Regions from separate parts of the Mus musculus genome. Here region 2 is linked to region 1. Evidence: chromatin contacts called from public promoter capture Hi-C data. All regions are on one chromosome and are shown on one strand. The core of a region is the stretch at or near the end of the contact, and the rest is flanking DNA. Distances in the headings are between cores, read along the strand shown. Region 1 holds the start of Cgn (cingulin). Region 2 overlaps Tuft1 (tuftelin 1).

Evidence for each region. Promoter capture Hi-C pulls out the DNA fragments that hold promoters and counts their contacts.
Region 2: a contact with region 1 is called in a promoter capture Hi-C map of hippocampal neurons, with 2.2 times the contacts expected there. The contact joins the enhancer-like site here to the promoter of Cgn in region 1. A contact is called at or near these places in 12 of 39 promoter capture datasets (the 3T3-L1 cell line, the C10 cell line, cranial neural crest and 6 more), 1 of 484 Hi-C or Micro-C datasets (reprogramming fibroblasts), 4 of 115 datasets of contacts at active chromatin or transcription factors (embryonic stem cells, epiblast stem cells and pancreatic cancer cells) and 3 of 9 other capture datasets (adipose tissue, liver and pancreatic islet).

What each region holds. Positions count from the first base shown.
Region 1 is chr3:94,782,996-94,788,776 of GRCm38.p6, reverse strand. It overlaps Cgn (cingulin), which reads left to right and starts at 2,295. Exons shown (of 21, transcript NM_001037711.3): 1 at 2,295-2,401.
Region 2 is chr3:94,607,587-94,613,367 of GRCm38.p6, reverse strand. It overlaps Tuft1 (tuftelin 1), which reads left to right. Exons shown (of 13, transcript NM_011656.3): 13 at 1-615. Among named protein-coding and RNA genes, the nearest start is that of Snx27, 28 kb to the right of the region's middle. Within about 2 kb of position 2,572, at least 81 of the 459 cell types and tissues checked have an H3K27ac peak or open chromatin away from gene starts, as enhancers often do. A contact at or near this core is called in adipose tissue, hippocampal neurons and trophoblast stem cells, where this site is marked.

The DNA of each region.
Region 1 (5,781 bases), core at 1,046-3,545:
TGGTGGCTTACAACAGTCTGAAATGGGATCTGATGCCCTCTTCTGGTGTGTCAGTTACACTGTACTCATATTAATAAAATAAATAAATCTTTTAAAACCAACCAACCAAAACCAGAAATCTCTCTAGTATGACCTGTAGAAAAGACCCCTATGGGTATATAACCTAACCTGTTTTCTAAAAGTTCACATCAGGTTATACCTTTTGGTTGAAAAGAAATCTTCTACTAAGCAAATCATTTGTGACTTTCCACTGGCCTCTATCATACCCCTCCTCACCCCCAGCTACAGATCATTTCAACAGCTCCACGTTTTTTGAGATTATTTTCAGCCTCGAAGAGAATCAATCACATTTCTCTGTGGCAGGTCCAGCAATCAGGTGTCTAAAGTTATCTGACTCAATTTCTTCAACACCCTCTTCTTTCACAACTACTCTTTCAGAAAAGGGGTGGGGTGGGGGGTTGGGTCTTTTAGTGTCTCTCCATGACACCTTCCCCCATGGTGTAGCTCTGGTTGGCTTGGAATTTGATTTGAAGACCAGGCTAGCCCCAAACTCTCTGCTAGATCAAAGGTGTGCACCAGGATAGATTTTCTTTTGAAATCTGGGGGGGGGGGAGGGGAAGCTTCCCCCCTCTTCTTCATCTGAGCTTAAAGCTCTCTGAGTTCATCCCCCAAGGAAGAAAAGTTGATGGTGGATGACTCAGGCTCCCATTTCTCCCCACCCGTGCTTTAATGTTGGATAACTACTCTATTTCTATCTTCTATAAATACACTAAATACAGTCTAAGGGGTACCCAGGAGAATTCAATTACCTTCACTTTACTAGTATTGGGGCCAATTCATCAGTCTGTCCGTTTGATTGTTTAGTTGTTTATTTTTAAGATCTCTTTTCCAGACCACTCTTTGGTGTAAAAGTAACCTGACCCAGAAGGGACACCACCTCTGCAATAGGTCGCCCAAACCGCACATATTTCCTCTCTCTCTCTCTCTCTCTCTCTCTCTCTCTCTCTCTCTCTCTCTCTCTCTCTCTCGCTCTCTCTCCCCCTCTCTCTCCCTCTCTCTCCCTCCCTCCTTGTTCCTCCTTAAGGGCTGTATCCCTCATAGAAGGCTTCTCATGGAATGCGGAGACCTAGCAACCCAGCTACAGAACAGGTAGGTGGACTTTCCCCTCCAGGGTCCACGCCCAGCATCTGAAGGCTGGGGGAGGGGAAGGGAATGATCTCCAGCTAACGCCACAGAAATGCTGGCTGTAGGGAAGATTCCTCTTCAAATCTAAATATATTACAATAAATATTTACTGAACAAATAAAGGAGAGAACTATTCAGAGGCCAGCAAGGTAAGCTAAGCCAATCTTCTTTTAACATACCTCAGCGATTGACACTAGGAGCCAGCTTTAATGTTACCTGCCTCAGTCTGCACGCAAAGCACCCCAGAGTCTTTTCGGTGTAGTGGGACCAAAAGCCCTACTTGACAGGCTTTCAGAAAAGATGGATTTACAATCTGTAGTTGAGCTCCTTTCTGCTTATAAAGCTTATTCTGATGCGTGTAAATTTACAGCACTCGGTTCCCAAGTCATTCATTCTACACATTTTATTAAGAGCCAACTATGTGCTGACCTCTGTTATAGGCGTTTGAGATGAAGCGTACAAAACAAAAGAAAATGAAGATCTCGGCTCTGGCCGAGATTTTCATAGGGAGATAAAATGAAAATGATTTTTAGGGTGATGTAAATTGGGTGATTACATCTTCCAAAGAAAAAGGGTGCAAAATGATTATGGAGGCCAGGAGCCCGAGGATGAGAATCCACGACTGAGATTTTGGTTCGGATTGCCGATAAGGCAGGCGAGCAGAGATGCAGAACGCGCTGACATCGGGAGACTACGAAGAAATTTTCTGCGGAAAGCGACAGAACTGTATTCTGGCTTATGCGGAGGCAGATGAAGGGCAGAAAGGGCTGTGAACCGAGATTTGCTTTGAGAAGAGCACGAGGAAGGCACTTCCCACAGAACCCAGGGGATGCTCTGGCGCTAAGCTACGCGGGTCCGCAGAGCCCCGACGCCCCCAAAATGGCCTCTTAGGTCCCCCGGTGCCCCGCCCTCGCCCCACCAGTCCACGTGACCCCACCGCCCCTCCCGTCCACCGGGCTGGGGACCCCGGTTCTGGGTTCCCGCGGTGTCTGCTCCGCCCCTTGCGGGAAACTGACCAATAGAAGAAGGGGTGAGGCGGGGCGGGAGGTGACGGCCAATGGGGCGGAGCTCCTGGGGAGTAACAGGTTGGTGGGCGGGGGAAAGGAGGGAGCTCAGAGCTCGGAGGGGCTGGGCTGCAGCAGCGCGTGTAGCTCGGCTGGTCGGAGCGCGATCCCCTGCGGGGTGTGTGAATCCGGGAGCACTGATCTGGACCGGGGTGAGTGAATCTGTCTGGAGCGAGGACACCTGCGATGCGAGTGGGTCCTCAGGAGTATGCTCGAGGGCCGGAGTAGAGGCATCAAATGCCCTCCTCCTGGGCACAGGTGCTGAGTTTAGCAGGAAGGGCGGTCAGAGTGCGGTGGCAGAGCTAAGAGCTAACCCCTACTCCACGGTGTCAGAAGCGAGTGGCTGGGAAGGTGCCAGGTGTGAGGCACCTGAGGGTTAGGTTATTCCCAGGGCATGCATGCATTTCAGCGCTACAATCTCTGGAGGTCAGGCGCCAGCCCTTGGGGCAGAATTTCTCTTGGAGACCAGCATGGGGGCGGGGGAGGGTTCATCCTATTGGAGCAAATGGAAGTGCCGCCAGAGGTTCAGAGACTGAAGTGGTGATATCCGCATGTGCTGGTTTTGGGGGTAACTACCCCCTCCCCGCCCCCGTCAGTCCTTACTGGTCTCTGACACTCTCCTTCTGGCTTTGGAAATGCTGAGGTGTGGGGTCATTCCCTGACCATTTGCCTACAGGTGAAAGCAGTTGCCAGTAAGACACTAAGGTCAGAATACGAGGGCACCCATCTCTTTCCTAGGTGTGAGATTATTTAAGGCTGTTTCTTTCTTTGCTTTCATGCCAGGGAAATTTTTTCCTTCTTCCTCTAGAAAGAACTGTGTGTATTCTACAAGAGAGGGGAATGGGAATGGAGAAGCATAAATCCCTCGACCCACATACTAGCTGAAAATGTTTGCTTTCTCGGGGATGTGAAACGAGGATTGATACTGGGTTTCATATGGCCCATGCTGGCCTTGAATTTGCCATAGCCCATGCTGGACTTGAACTTGCTGTACAGCTGAGGCTGACCTTGAACTGGTGGGCTGCCTTCCGCTCCCAGTGCCTGGATTACAGGTTCATATCACCACACCCACCTAGAAATAGTCTTCTTTCTTGAGGCTGATGTAAAAATTTTTCCTTCCAGCAAATACATATTTCCTTCTTTTTTTCTGTTACAAAGTAGTCTCTTTGTATATTTTTTAAAAAGATTTATTTATTTATTTATTTTATGTATATGAGTATACTGTAGCTGTACAGAAGGTTGTGAGCCACCATGTGGTTGCTGGGATTTGAACTCAGGACCTTTGGAAGAACAGTCTTAACCGCTGAGCCATCTCTCCAGCCCTATATTTCCTTCTTTTTCTCTAGTTCTAGATTGGGGGACACTGGTGAGATCTGGAAGTGCAGCTAATTTCCTTGACCCTTCCCAGAATCCTCTTGATTCCCTGAAATCCTAGTTGGCATCCTTGATTCACGATCTTTGATAGACTAGAGTACTTACTAGTGGTGCAGAAACATAGGCAGAACTCCCTAGGAGACCAAAAGACTAGGGGACTTACACCTCCACATTCCCAGGCCACAGACGAGGTATACGTTGGGCACCAGACAACTTCTGAGGTGAATTTCCTTGCCGTAGGCAGCGGTGAAGCAGAGTCAACCTTAGCTTGGCCCCTTTGATGCTCTGTCTGAAGACAGTTGCTGTAATTGGGAAATAATTAGCAACCGCTATGTTTGTAGACAAAGCTGCCTACGTGTTCCTTTCATCCTGGGTATTTGGGAGTATGGGTCTTGCTCTGGGGCCTGCCCATTCAGAGATTTGCCTGATTCTAAGAGGATTCTGGCTTCCTGTGGTTCTCAGGCTGGCTTGCCTGCCTTTACCCTTGTGGGAGAAGAGGGGGGTAGAGCTGCTTCTCTTTGTACCAGGGAGGGGAGAACCAAGGACCTGGGAGCTGACAGAGGTAAGTGGAAGACCAGGAATGCCACTTTGGGAACTTGAGAGGGAGTGGTGGAGGGAGACAAAGTTCCTGTCACACTCTGGCTTGTCACCAAGTTCTTTGTGCATCTGTAACTCCTGTCTCCTCCTCCCCACCTCCCGCCACCTCCTCCAGAGGAGCCTCGGCCTTGGCATATAGGCAGGACAGAGCTTCCACTCTTGGTCTTGTTCCTCTGCCTTTGGTGGGAACCTCTCTGGTCTGCTTTGCAAGGTTCCAACGTAGCCTTCCCGGCCCTCCCTTCTCTTTGCCTCTCAAACCAGTCCAGCGAGTTTGTAAGGGCCCAGTTCTTCATTGTGTTTTTTTACCCCCACTGGCCAAGCAGCTCTAGTTTGGCTCTCAGGTTTCTGCTTTTTCAGTGACTATGGTCTAGAGTCCACTTGGGGAGTTCTGTTTGGGCCTAAAGGAGCCTTCTTATCAAATGATAATGTCACTGAGCGTTCCGTTTTTATTTTGATCATTTATTTGCTTTCTTGTTACCACTGAGATTGCTGTTTTGTTTTGTTGTTGTTTGTTTTGCTTTTTTTTTTTTTTCAGTTTTTTTACTTTCTAAATGTTCCAGTTATTCAGTATCCAGCATATCTATTCAGTATCCAGCATACCGCCTGGCCCTGTGTCTATCAGCCCTTCCTCCATACACCTGAAACCGCCCCACCCCCAACCCCCACCTACTTCCTGCTAGAAGTCCAGGGACCCTGTCACTCCTAGTTGGAAGCCAGATGCGTATGGCTGGGCCAGAGGTGATGGAATTGGGGCAGGGCAGGCTAATGAGTAACTCAGGAAGAAGTGGCTGTCTGGTACAGGTGTAGTGTCCTTTCTCCCTGTGTTCAGGCAGAAATGGCAGAGGCAGACAGATGGCGCTGAATTAACGTCTGTCCTGGGCTTTTCCCAGAGTACAGTTGGTGAGAAATGCCCTGGGCATGTGCCAGGGAGGGAAAAGAGGGTCAGGCAGGCATCTGGTGAGAGCCCAAGCCCTGGACTTCACATTGTTGGTCTTGATCATTGTTTACCTGCCTAGAGCTTATGCAAGGCCTCAGAGCTGCCCTGTTCTCTTGGCCCCACCCCACTGTCCTCTGTAACTGAAGGCGGGTAGGTTTCGGGTTTTCCATGTTGAATCATTTAGAGCTCTATTTTCTGACCCACCCTAAAGATCTCTCAGTCCTGTCCCCTGACCCAAAGGTCGTGGAACGGATAGTGATTGAGGCTGGGGGAAGGGGGTCTTTGGAACCTAGGGGAATCATGGGTAGCACCCAGGCATTGTCTGGCCCTCTGGCCCAAAGGGTTGGGCACTTTGCTGTGCCTACACAGGAGCTCCATGACCTGATCTGGAAGATCTGCAGATATCCTGACAGGGCAGAACTTTATCATGAATAAATCATGTGATTCTTGAGAGCTGGCAGTTTAGGTACACCTGATTATAAGATCAGGACCGAATAGGGCAGAGAGTCCAGACCAGGAAGCTGTTACTAAGGCACAAAGAATGCTGTGAGTGAGGCGTCCGCGGGCATAACTTTCTGCTGCTGGGAGAGTCTGCCTTGGTTTGGGATACAGCCTTTAAAAAGT
Region 2 (5,781 bases), core at 1,323-3,822, 180 kb after region 1:
ACTGTATTTATTTTGCTAAGTTATTGCTGGTTTTGCTTATATCTCATAATTGATTTAGTACCAGTGTTCTGCAGCTTTCTGCCGAGGTATTTAGGTTTACCTGGACATGGGGAAAGTATCCTGGTTGGCCTCGTTGGTTTCACAGTGTCATACTAACTCCCCATGCCATCCCTCTAGCTGCTGCTTTTCCTTTCTTTCCCTAGAGTCTACCTGTATCTCAGGAGGCTCATGTCTGTCCCAGAGTGTGTGCTGTCTGGGGAATAGGGCAGTGGGGACTGTTTGGGAGGAAACAGAGGTTCTTCTAATCTCTCTGAACACTTCCACCCATAACAACCTCTATCCCAGCCCTGAATGACCCTGCAGCTCATCGTGTTCGCTATAGTGTGGTCTAGTAGCCTCATGAGTGTTCTACTTGGCTCACAACCAGAAGCCTTAAGTCTTGTGTGTTTCTGTGTCAGGACTAGACCCAGATCCTGGCTTTGTCTGTACAGTGTCCTGAGACTTCAGGCAGAACGAGTGGGTTGTACATAATCTCCGTGCCCCTTCAAATTCTTTTCCTGTCTGTGACATAGTCTTTGTATGGCAACTTTAATAAATTATGCTAACATCTCTTTGCCCCGTGGGTCTTTTACTTCTTGGGGAGAATGAGAGCACATGATACACTGTCTCTCAGAGGTAGCATCCTGTGGTCAGCATGTGAGCAGTGAATTACAACTCTCTGATTTTGATGGGTAGGTGATTGTGGTATTCAGAAAAGTTACCAGCCATCAGGCCCTGTGGTCTAACCCAAGCTTTGACCCTGTCTAGGAACCCTGTGTTTGGCCACAGTGTGTCCTGATTTGGTTATAGGTCCTAAGACTGCATGGAGGGACAGCAGTCACAGGAGAGGCACGTGAGCAGCTCACATCCTTTGCAGAAGTGAAAAGCTCTGGGAAATGCTGACTGCAACTCTTCAAGGGTTTGGTGGTTTCTGGAAGTCTCTGTTAGTACAGTGGCTTTTCTTTTCATCCCTTTCTGCCAGGAAGCTAGTGGGCTACAGAGCCAAACAAGACATAGGTGAATTTACACAAACTCTTCTGGGCCAAGGAAATGGACAACACGGTCCTGTTGCCTGATCCCTCTGGTTTCCCTTTCTCTTTCTATTGAGACTGTAACTTTTCCCCCTGCTTCAGCTGTATTCACAATACAGGCATCAAAACACTCTGGAAACATCCCGCCCCAGATGTGGCTGCGGCTCCTGACTCCTGGGTTTCTCTTGCACCGGCAGTCTTGCTTGGCGCAGGTATATCCAGACTGCTTGTGTCAGAATATTAACAGGGTGGAAGCAGGGTGGGGTTGGCAAGGATGCCGAGAAGACTGGCCTAGCTAGAGGATGCAGGAGTGAGTGTTGCCCTGCAGGAAAGGGAGGCTCTCCTGCAGGGCCTGCTGAGCTACATGGGAGGAGCAGAGATGTGGGGTAGAGATAGGAAGTGGGCAGGAGACTTTCTGGAGACCAGAAACAAGGCTCTAAGGGATCAGAAAGAAAAAAAAAGGAGAGAGAACTCTGGGGTCTGCTTTACAAGCCACGGTGAGCGGTGAGCGGCTGCTGCAAGGAATGAACGAGGCCAGGGCGGATGCAGGAGAGTAGCTGGGAAACAACAGCATCGACAGTCCTTCCAATTAGAGATGTTGGATGGGGCTGAGGAGGTGGCAAGCTCCTGGCTTCTGCTGTCTTTTATTGCCTGTGTTTTGTAGTGTTTTAAGCCAACTCCTGTGTGCTACCGAGGAGGCTTGATTTCTGCCTCTCTGGGACCTCTGCCATGAGGGCGTTAAGAGCTGCCCAGACATGCAGCCATCATTGTCAGCCTCCTATAAACCTGGGCTGCAAGCCTGGTGATGGAAAAAAAGCTCACAGGAGCGCTTGTTCCCTGCCTGCCCAACAACTGCCCATATTCCATGTCTTCATTTTTCCTTGCACTAAGCAGAAAAGAGCCTGGTAGCACATGCTGTCTCAGCCAAGAGAAGCAGATTGTTAGCCTCAGCTGCTTTGGTGATGGGGAAGGAGGACTGAAAATGTAAGGGCAACCTGCTCAACTTAGTAAGACCCTGACTTAGAATAAATAAAAAAGGAACACAGAGCATAGTGGTGCACACCTTTAACCCCAGTAATTAGGGGGCAAAGGCAGGTTGATTTCTGTGGGTTTGAGGTATACATGGTCTATATAGTGAGTTCCAGGCCAGACAGGTGTCTAATGTTCACTTTCTTTGTGTCTCTGGAGCTCTCCCTGTGTCTTTCTTGGGAGCCTCAAAAGCCCCTATCCCCTGCCTTGCTTGCCAAGAGCTGGGATTACAGGTGTGTACCACCATGCCTGGCTTTGTCCCCGTTTTAAATCACTGTTGACCATGAACTGTTCGATGAAACATTTCCACTTTGGGAAGCTGTTCTGCTTGACACCATACTTGAATGGAGGAGGATAATGCCCCCTGGGATAGAGAAGCAATGTTCCCTCTTTAGCCAGCTCCTGGTTCTGGGTGGCTGTTTTTGTGGGGCCCGTGGAATCCCCTGAGTTCTCTGATTCCTCAGAGCCAAGCTGCTGAGCTAGGGCCTGAGTCTGTTCAGGCTATGACTCAACAACAGATGTTAGCCTAGGGCCCTTGGCCTCTTTTCCATGCTTTGATTTAGAGCTCTGGCTTTGCAAAGAGCAATTGTTTCCTCTAGTCTGTCCCAATTATAAGACTGTGGCCTTGAAACTCATAAGTTGGAGACCTACATATCCCCCCTTTCCCAAGGAAAATGCTTATCCAGGCTGAGAGTGAGAGAGATGGTTCTTAAAGGTAAGTACTTTCTGGCTCACTGAGACCAATTCAGGACTTTACGCTAAAATCTCTATCCCTGGAGCCCTGTGGGAGAAGGGATTGAGGGCGGATGGCCGGATAATTAATTTCCCTACAGGGTATTGGTCACCAAGTCTTAAACCACAGGGACCTCAGCATGCTGAAGGGAAGAAAATGTTTAGTCTGAGTTGAGTGAACTATCGCATAGTCAGTCTTTTCCTCTCTGTTACTGGGGTCCTAGGCCCAGCCTCACCCTTCTGTCTGTCCTGTTTTAACTGACATTTTGTGTAAAATGTATATTACTAGGTGGGAAGTTTTGCAAAACAAAGTCAATGAAAAAATGAACTTTTAGGGCTGGAGAGATGGCTCAGTGGTTAAGAGCACTGCCTGCTCTACCAGAGGTCCTGAGTTCAATTCCCAGCAACCACATGGTGGCTCACAACCATATGTAATGGGATCCAATGCCCTCTTGTGGTGTGTCTGAAGACAGCTATAGTGTACTCATATATTAAATAAATAAACAAATATTAAAAGAAACAAAACACTCTGTTGTGTGCACAGTGTTAAGCCAAGCTCTGCTATAGGACAGGGCTGTATTCCTCCAGGATTCTGCTGGGTTGCTGGGCCAGCCCGTGAAGAGGTGGATAATAATGCAGAGACAGTAGGAAGGATGTGATGCTAGAACTGAGCCTGGGGGATATGAGGCCAGGAGAAAAGACCGGAAGAACATGTGCAGCGGAAATCATTAAGCACATTTGGAGGACAGGAAGACCAGCTGAAGGCTTTTTGGGGAAGTGGTCACTACATAGACCTGGCTGGCCTTGAACTCAGAGATCCAACTGCTTCTGTCTCCAAAATGCTGGGATTAAAGGCATGGGCCACCACTGTGTCTTACATAATACTCTTTATCAACTAAAAGTAAGTTTTGTTTGTTCATTTGCTCGGTTTTTTGTTTGTTTGTTTGTTTGTTTTGAGACAGTCCTGCTACATAGCTCTTGCTGTCCTAGAACTCACTTTGTAGACCAAGCTGACTTCCAACTCACAGAGATTTGCCTGCCTCTGCCTCCCCAGTCTTGGGATTAAAGCATGCACCCCCATGCCCAACTACAAATAAGAATTTAATGAATTGGGGCTGGTGAGATGGCTCAATGGGTAAGAGCACCCGACTGCTCTTCCGAAGGTTCGGAGTTCAAATCCCAGCAACCACATGGTGGCTCACAACCATCCATAATGAGATCTTCTGGAGTGTCTGAAGACAGCTACAGTGTACTTACATATAACCAATAAATAAATCTAAAAAAAATTTAAAAAAAAAAAAAAAAAAAAAGAATTTAATGAATTGATTGGTCAATCGGGGAGGGGCATTTCAGCTGAAAGAGACAATACCAGCAAATGTCACTGGGACTATGCAGAGGGCATGGGGACTACAGTTTGGCTGAAAGAGAAAAGCAAATCACCTGGAAAACAGGGGAACCGAAGAAGGGTAACAGGAACAAAGACACACCCACTTCATCAGCATGGCAACCTCCTGGAGTGTTTACTTCAGTCTCTTTAGAAAGGGCCCCTTTGGCCCTCGTGGTGGCCTTTAATCCCAGCACTTGGGAGGCAGAGGCAGGCGGATTTCTGAGTTTGAGGCCAGCCTGGTCTACAGAGTGAGTTCCAGGACAGCCAGGACTACACAGAGAAACCCTGTCTGGAAGAACCAAAAAAAAAAAAAAAAAAAAAAAAAAAAGGAAAAAGAAAAAAGAATAAAAAGAAATGGCCCCTTTGGACTGGTGGGTTGGCTCAGTGGGTAAGAACACTGACTGCTCTTCCGAAGGACCTGAGTTCAAATCCCAGCAACTACATAATGAAATCTGATGCCCTCTTCTGGTGTGTCTGAAGACAGCATCGGTGTACTTATCTATAATAATAAATCTTTGGGCTCAGAGCAAGCAGCGACTGAGAGAGTGGGGTTCAGGATCCTAAATTTAATTCCTAACAACCACATGAAGGCTCACAACCATCTGTACAGCTACAGTGTACTCATATACATTAAATAAATAAATAAAATATTTAGAAACTGTCCTTTCCCTTGAGTTCAATTCCTAACAACCACATGGTGGCTCACAAACATCTGTAACTGGATCTGATGCCCTTTTCTAGTGTGTCTGAAGACAGCTACAGTGTACTATTATTTATAAAATAAATAAATCTTTAAAAAAAAAAACAAAGCGGGGGTGGGGCTGGAGAGATGGCTCAGCGGTTAAGAGCACTGACTGCTCTTCCAGAGTTCTGAGTTCAATTCCCAGCAACCACATGGTGGCTGACAACCATCTGTAATGGGATCTGACGCCCTCTTCTGGTGTGTCTGAAGTCAGTAACAGTAACTTAGATAAACAACAACAACAAAAACAAATCTTGAGGAGGAGAAGAAGAAGAGTTATTATTTTCCTAGCCGGGAGGGGATGCATCATTAATCCCAGCCTTTGGGAGGGAGAGGCAGGTGGATTTCTTGAGTTCAAGACCAGCCTGGTCTATGAAGTGAGTTCCAGGACAATCAAGGCTGCACAGAGAAACCATACCTCGAAAAAACAAACAAACAAACAAACAAACAATTTTCCTGGTAACTGGAGAGATGGTTCAGAAGTTAAGAGCACTGGCTGCTCTTCCAGAGGACCTGGATTCAATTCCCAGCACACACATGGCATTGCACTAGAGAACCTGATACCCTCACACAGACAGACATGCAGGCAAAACGCCAATGAACTTAAAAATAACTTTAAAAAAATTTTTTTTGGGTCTGGTTGAAGACAGGACTGAGTGGTTTAAGAGCACCAACTGCTCTTCAAAAGGACTTAGATTTGATTCCCAGCACCCATATAATGGTTTACAACTGTATTCAGCTCCAGTTCCAGGTGATCTGGCCTCTAAGAGTCAAGGCATGCAAATGATACACATGTAGGCAAAATACCCATACACATAAAA